Linked DNA regions of Mus musculus: region 2 is linked to region 1. Evidence: chromatin contacts called from public HiChIP or PLAC-seq data. All regions are on one chromosome and are shown on one strand. The core of a region is the stretch at or near the end of the contact, and the rest is flanking DNA. Distances in the headings are between cores, read along the strand shown.

Evidence for each region. HiChIP or PLAC-seq counts read pairs in DNA pulled down with a chosen protein or histone mark.
Region 2: an HNF4G HiChIP or PLAC-seq map of pancreatic cancer cells shows a contact between it and region 1. The contact joins two enhancer-like sites. A contact is called at or near these places in 1 of 115 datasets of contacts at active chromatin or transcription factors (pancreatic cancer cells) and 1 of 9 other capture datasets (liver).

What each region holds. Positions count from the first base shown.
Region 1 is chr4:133,102,409-133,105,311 of GRCm38.p6, reverse strand. No RefSeq gene overlaps it. Among named protein-coding and RNA genes, the nearest start is that of n-TGgcc1, 11 kb to the left of the region's middle. Within about 2 kb of position 1,456, at least 69 of the 459 cell types and tissues checked have an H3K27ac peak or open chromatin away from gene starts, as enhancers often do. A contact at or near this core is called in pancreatic cancer cells, where this site is marked.
Region 2 is chr4:133,493,212-133,496,114 of GRCm38.p6, reverse strand. All of the region lies in intron 1 of Trnp1 (TMF1-regulated nuclear protein 1), which reads left to right. Among named protein-coding and RNA genes, the nearest start is that of Trnp1, 3.9 kb to the left of the region's middle. Within about 2 kb of position 1,469, at least 71 of the 459 cell types and tissues checked have an H3K27ac peak or open chromatin away from gene starts, as enhancers often do. A contact at or near this core is called in pancreatic cancer cells, where this site is marked.

The DNA of each region.
Region 1 (2,903 bases), core at 207-2,706:
TCAGTGCTCTTAACCACTGAGCCATCTCTCCAGCCCCAGTCATTGCTCTTAACTGCTGAGCCAGCTCTCCGGCCTCACAAGCTGAGCTGGAAAAATTAAATAAGATCAGTGGGGAGGGGGACTGAAGAGACGGCTCAGTGTTTACACATGGAGTGCTCTTCCACAGGACCAGGGTTCAACTCCCAGCACCCAACGGTGGCTCATATCTGTCTGGAACTCCAGTTCCAGGGGATCTGAGACCTTCACATAGACATACTTGGACGTAAGACCAATGCACACAAAATAAAAATAAATTAAAAAAAAAATTTAAGATCATGACTGGACTGGAGAGACGGCTCAGCAGTTAAGAGTACCGACTGCTCTTCCAGAGGTCCTGAGTTCAATTCCCAGCAACCACATGGTGGCTCACAACCATCTGTAATGGGATCTGATGCCCTCTTCTGGTGTGTCTGCAGACAGCTACGGTGTAGAAGAAGAAGAAGAAGAAGAAGAAGAAGAAGAAGAAGAAGAAGAAGAAGAAGAAGAAGAAGAAGAAGAAGAAGAAGAAGAAGAAGAAGAAGAAGAAGAAGAAGAAGAAGAAGAAGAAGAAGAAGAAGGAGAAGAAGAAGGAGAAGCAGCAGCAGCAGCAGCAGCAGCAGCAGCAGCAGCAGCAGCAGCACACGACAGACAGGGAAGCACTGAAGCAGCTGCTGAGACCCAGATCTCCTCTAGTCAGGGCACAGAACTGCAATTTGTTGTATGAGGGCTGAGAGGAGAAACAGGAGGATCAGGAAGGCTTCCTGGGGGAGAGGGCATCCGTATCCGGCCTTTAAGGATAAGTGGAGGGGGCCGTTCTGGGAGGAATGTACAACCTAGCCTAAGGCCCAGAGACAAAGAAAATGACCTGTTTGGGTGTGGCGGACTGAAGCTGGCTGGGAGGAGCGAGTGGAATGGCAGTGGGCTGAAGGGCCTTTGGAGTGTTTCAAGGGCCGTGTTACCAAGCTCATACTTTGAAGGATTGTGGATGCAGAGTAGAATTCTGCCAGTTTTAGAAAGCCAATGCTAACTGCGGCAGGGAGAGTGAACCGGAAGGGCGAGGCTGAAGGGTATGCTGGGGAGAAGATGTGAGCATACTCCGGGTGGGAGCACACCCCCCACCCCCACCCCCCAACGCCAACCTCTGGTTCAGCTCTGACCCTTCCTACTTCCTGCCTTCCCAAGTGTGGACTTGTTCCTCTGCCTGGAACATCGACCTCCCCCCCCCCCGCCCCAATACTTGGCTACTTCCTTGTCCTTCAGGTCCCCACTGAGCAGCTGGTCCTCCTGGAATGCGGCTAGACACCCCCCCCCCCATCTAGGTTAGCCACGCCCCCCACCCACTCCTACCGATTTGTAGCCTTTCTGACTGGATGGACTCTGGCCTTTTGTTGTATCCACAAAACCGGCTGTGGCTCAGTGCCTGGCACTCAGGGTACCTGATCTATGATTCAAGAAATGATTGGTCGAGCCTGTTGGAGACAGGTGTGGTGAGGTCTGCAGTGGCTGCAGGGGAGAGGCGAGCCAGCGCTGGGGAGAAGGGCGAGGGGATGATAACTCAGGTTTGGTTGTTTTCCCTCCTCGCTTGGATAAGCCCTGGCCTTAACCAAGATAGCAAGTGTGAAGGAGGGGTTGGCAGGCGGGAGAGGAAGCCGAGGAGGCCAAAAGGGCCTGGCACACACTCTCTTGAATGTCTCTCTCTGCCCACTGGTGGGACCATATTAGGATCTGTCGTTCAAAATGTCCTCAGCCTTATGGGAGCAGCCGATTGGTAGCACGCTTCCCTAACCTGTTGAAGCCCTGGGTTTGATCCCCAGCACCACGTAAGCTGAGCATGGTGGTGTACACCAGTAATGCCAGCACTCAGAAGATGGAGGTAGGAGGATCAGAAGTTCAAGGCTAGCCCCAGCTACATATATAATTAAAGCCAAACGGGTTCCATAGCTCTAGAGGTGAGTGCCATACTGTGTTCTTCCAGAGTACTTGAGTTCGGTTCCTATATCATCTCACAAGGGAATGTCACGTCAGCTCCAGGGGATCTGACACCATTTTCTGGTCTCCTTGGGCACCTGCACGTATGTGATATACATCTACACACATACACACACACACACACACACACAAATTAATAAATCTAACAACAACAACTAACTTGCCAAGCCAGACGTGGTAGCACAGGCCTTTACTCCTGGCACTGAGGAGGCAGAGACAGGTGGATCATACACCTTTAAGTTCCAGTATCTGGGAGGCAGAGGCAGGGCAGATGTTTATAAGTTTGAGGCAATCCTGGTCCATGTAGGCAGCACCAGGCCTGCTAGGAATACATAATGAGAGCATGCCTAAATAAATAAACAATGGGGGCTGCAGAGATGGCTCAGCATGTAAGAGCACTGAGTGCTCTTGGGATGGACCCCGTTCAGCTCCCAGCACTCATTTTGGGCAGCTCACAACTCCCTTAACTCCTGCTCCGAGGCATCTGATACCCCTCTCCTCTGGTGTCTGTGGGCACACAAACTCATACAGGCACACACACACACACATAGATAAATAATTTAAAGGTGGGATGTGGGGAGATGGTTCAATTGACAAAATGCTTGCCACACAAGGAGCAAAATGAGTCTATAATCTCGAGAAAAATGAAGATGGGAGGCACCCCGGGACTTGAACTGGTAAACTCCAGGCTCAGTGAGCAACCAACCCTGTGCCAAAAAATAAGGCAGTGTGAGCTTCAGCAGCACCCTACAATTGGCGTGAGAAGAAGAAGAAGAAGAAGAAGAAAAAGAAGAAGAAGAAGAAGAAGAAGAAGAAGAAGAAGAAGAAGAAGAAGAAGAAGAAGAAGAAGAAGAAGAAGAAGAAGAAGAAGAAGAAGAAGAAAAGTGGTGTGGTCC
Region 2 (2,903 bases), core at 220-2,719, 390 kb before region 1:
GAACTTCTGAGAAAGCCATAGCCCAGGGGTAGAGTGGGGACTCTGGCTTAAACTGTCCTTCCCAGAGAAGGATTTATTGAAGTTTCCAGGTTATTTTGGAGTTCTGAGGGCCAGAGAACACAGGACTTCCTAGAGATGACAGCTGGAGCTCTGGCTGCAGTAAGCTGGGCCGCCGCCAGGACCACGGGTTTCTGGTTTGCAGGGCTGAAGCCCTTGATCCGAAGGAGCTTTTTAGCTAATGGCATAGAGTGCTTTCTGTCACCACCGTCAGGACTTTCTCTGGGGTTTATTGTAATCAGCTTTGACCTGATTCAGAAGTGGCGTGGGTGGACACATGAAGAGTTAGAGATGATACCTGCTGGAGACGGGTGGGTGGGTAGGTGGGGGGTACAGGCAGTTCTGGCCCCTCCCTCCTCTTCAAGAAGCCAGGCTGTTCCCTCGACAAAAAAAAAAAAAAAAAAAAAAAAAAGTCTGTGCCAGGGCACACAGCTCAATGACTTGAATCTCAGGCCATCAACCTTCTCAACCAATGAAAAGTCAAAAGTCCTCCTAGGATCCTGTGTAGCATTCCTGGGCCTGTTCCATTCTCTCCTAACTAACAGACACCGATCACCACTTACTCCAGGGGTTTCGGGAGGTAGCATACAGCAGAGGGTCTTTGCTTCTAAGGCTTGCCTTCCAGTTCTCTTCCAGGTAGCTCCCTGGGTGTCACCATCCCAGGAGACCTAATGGGGGCTCAGGTTATTTTAATTTTAATTTTTTGAGACAGGCTTGCCTTAACCTCCATAGAGAGCTGGGAATAACCTTGAACCTTTTAAAAAACATTAATTATTTATGAATGTATGCATACAGGAGTGTGTGTATTGGGGTGGGGCAGGCATTTGCCACAGTGATGTGTTGAGATCAGAGGAAAACTTACAGGAAGGAGTACATTCTCTTTTCTACCAAGGGAGTCCCAAATTGAGCTCACGTGGTCAGGCCTGGTGGCAGGCACCTTCACCTGAACTACCTGTCTGGTCCCAACAGGGAACTGTGTTCTCTTGCCACTACCTCCAAAGTGATGGGGTTTCAGATGCGCACCCCCACCATACTGTGCTAATGTTGGACCCAGGGTCTGGTGCATGCGGGGCAAGCACTCTAGCAATTGAACCACATCCCAGCCTCTGGAAATTATGTTGTAGCACTTGGCTAATATTACTCTAGCCCTGAGCAGAAAGCAGTCTTCCCACGTGACTTCTTGAACTTAAAAAACAAAACAAAACAAAACAAAACAGGGACTCACTGTGTAGCTCTGGCTGAAAACTTTCTTGATGGCCCCTAGCCTGCAGATGGGGCAAGGTCAGGGACCCTTGGGATCTGTGCATTGAGGACACTATGTCAACCAGTGAATCGGGTTAAGAGATAGGAGACGACCAAGCCCTTTTGCTCTCTTTGGCTGGGCCCAGCAGCTTGGTTGTGCCACCAGAGGGCAGTGTGGAGCTGCTTCGTGAGAGTTGGGGGCGGGACCTGGGACGCTTTTAGTTCCTGGTGACCCGGTCCTCAGTCATTCTTGTTTGTGGTTCTGGGGCTTTCAATGGCTTTGGAATATGAGAGTCTGCAGAATAACCGGGAGGTGGTGGCGCAGGCCTTTAATCCCGGCACTCGAGAGGCAGCGGCGGCAAAGGCAGGTGGATCTTGAGGCCAGCTGAGTCTACAGAATGAGTTTCAGGATAACCAGGGCTACATAGAGAAATGTCGGAAAACCAAACCAAACCAACCAACCAACCAACCAACCAAACAAACAAGTCGGCAGAAGAAGCGGTGGCGGTGGTTTCCCCGGCCCATTAATAAAGGCGTGATTTCAGTGCCGGCTTTCAGCTTGGCTGGGCTGGGCTGGGATCCTGAACTGTATCCATTATCCCTGGGTGCGAAACTCTAGGAGAGGCGCCGGAGAGAGCCTAGTAGGAAAGACTTGCTTGAACTGGGCTTCCACCGAGAGCCAGTTCTGCATTCACAGATTTGTTCCACTGACGACAGCAACGGGTCCTGCCACCACCTAACGACCAAGGTGGCCTCCTAGAGATTAGGCTGAAGTGACTGGTCCAGGCTAAGGTGTTCCAGACCTTCAGTGGGCAGAGTCCTGGGTGTACTGGCGTCTCAGCAGCAGAGGAGACTCCAGGTGGGGGGTGGCGGAGGCGGGGGGGGGGGGGGGGGGGGGAGGAAGTACTTAGGATAGCTGGGAAATCCCCAGCCCAGTTCTTCCATTATTCTCCGACTACACCCTGGCAAGTCGAAAGCCCTTAGTTCTGAGTTCTAGATTAACTATTTCCCTTACAGCAGGCACCATGCTAGGTAGTCTACATCCATTTTCCATTCACATTCTTTCTAATCCCCTTCAAGTCTGCTGAGGTGGGTACATGGCTTCCTTAAAGGTGTAGAACCTGTAATTCTATAACTGTAGTTCAGTGGGCTAATGACAGTACTATTTGGGGGGATTGCTTTAAAGGAATCAGGTCCTGGGAAGGGAAGTATGAAATGCTGGGGGTGGGTGGGTGGCAAAGTGTGTCTTGTGTCGGCCCCCCTTCCCCAGAACTGGACACACCCTTGCCAGTTTGTCTGGGTTCTGGTGTTGAGTCAAGCTGATTCAGCATACCTGGCTTATGGCTAGGGTGGGCCAAAGGTGTTTAGGGCTGCATGTGGGGCTGAGGCTTGCCTCTGGCTGTCTCCCCTCCCTGAAGACCTGGACAGGAATGTTTGCTGCCAAGAGAGCAGAGAGCTTTGGATGGCAGGAGAGGCGCTGGCATTAAAGGTGTGCATCACCACCACCTGGCCTTGAAGAAAGAGAGAGAGAGAGAGAGAGAGAGAGAGAGAGAGAGAGAGAGAGAGAGGAAGAAGAAGAAGAAGAAGAAGAAGAAGAAGACGAT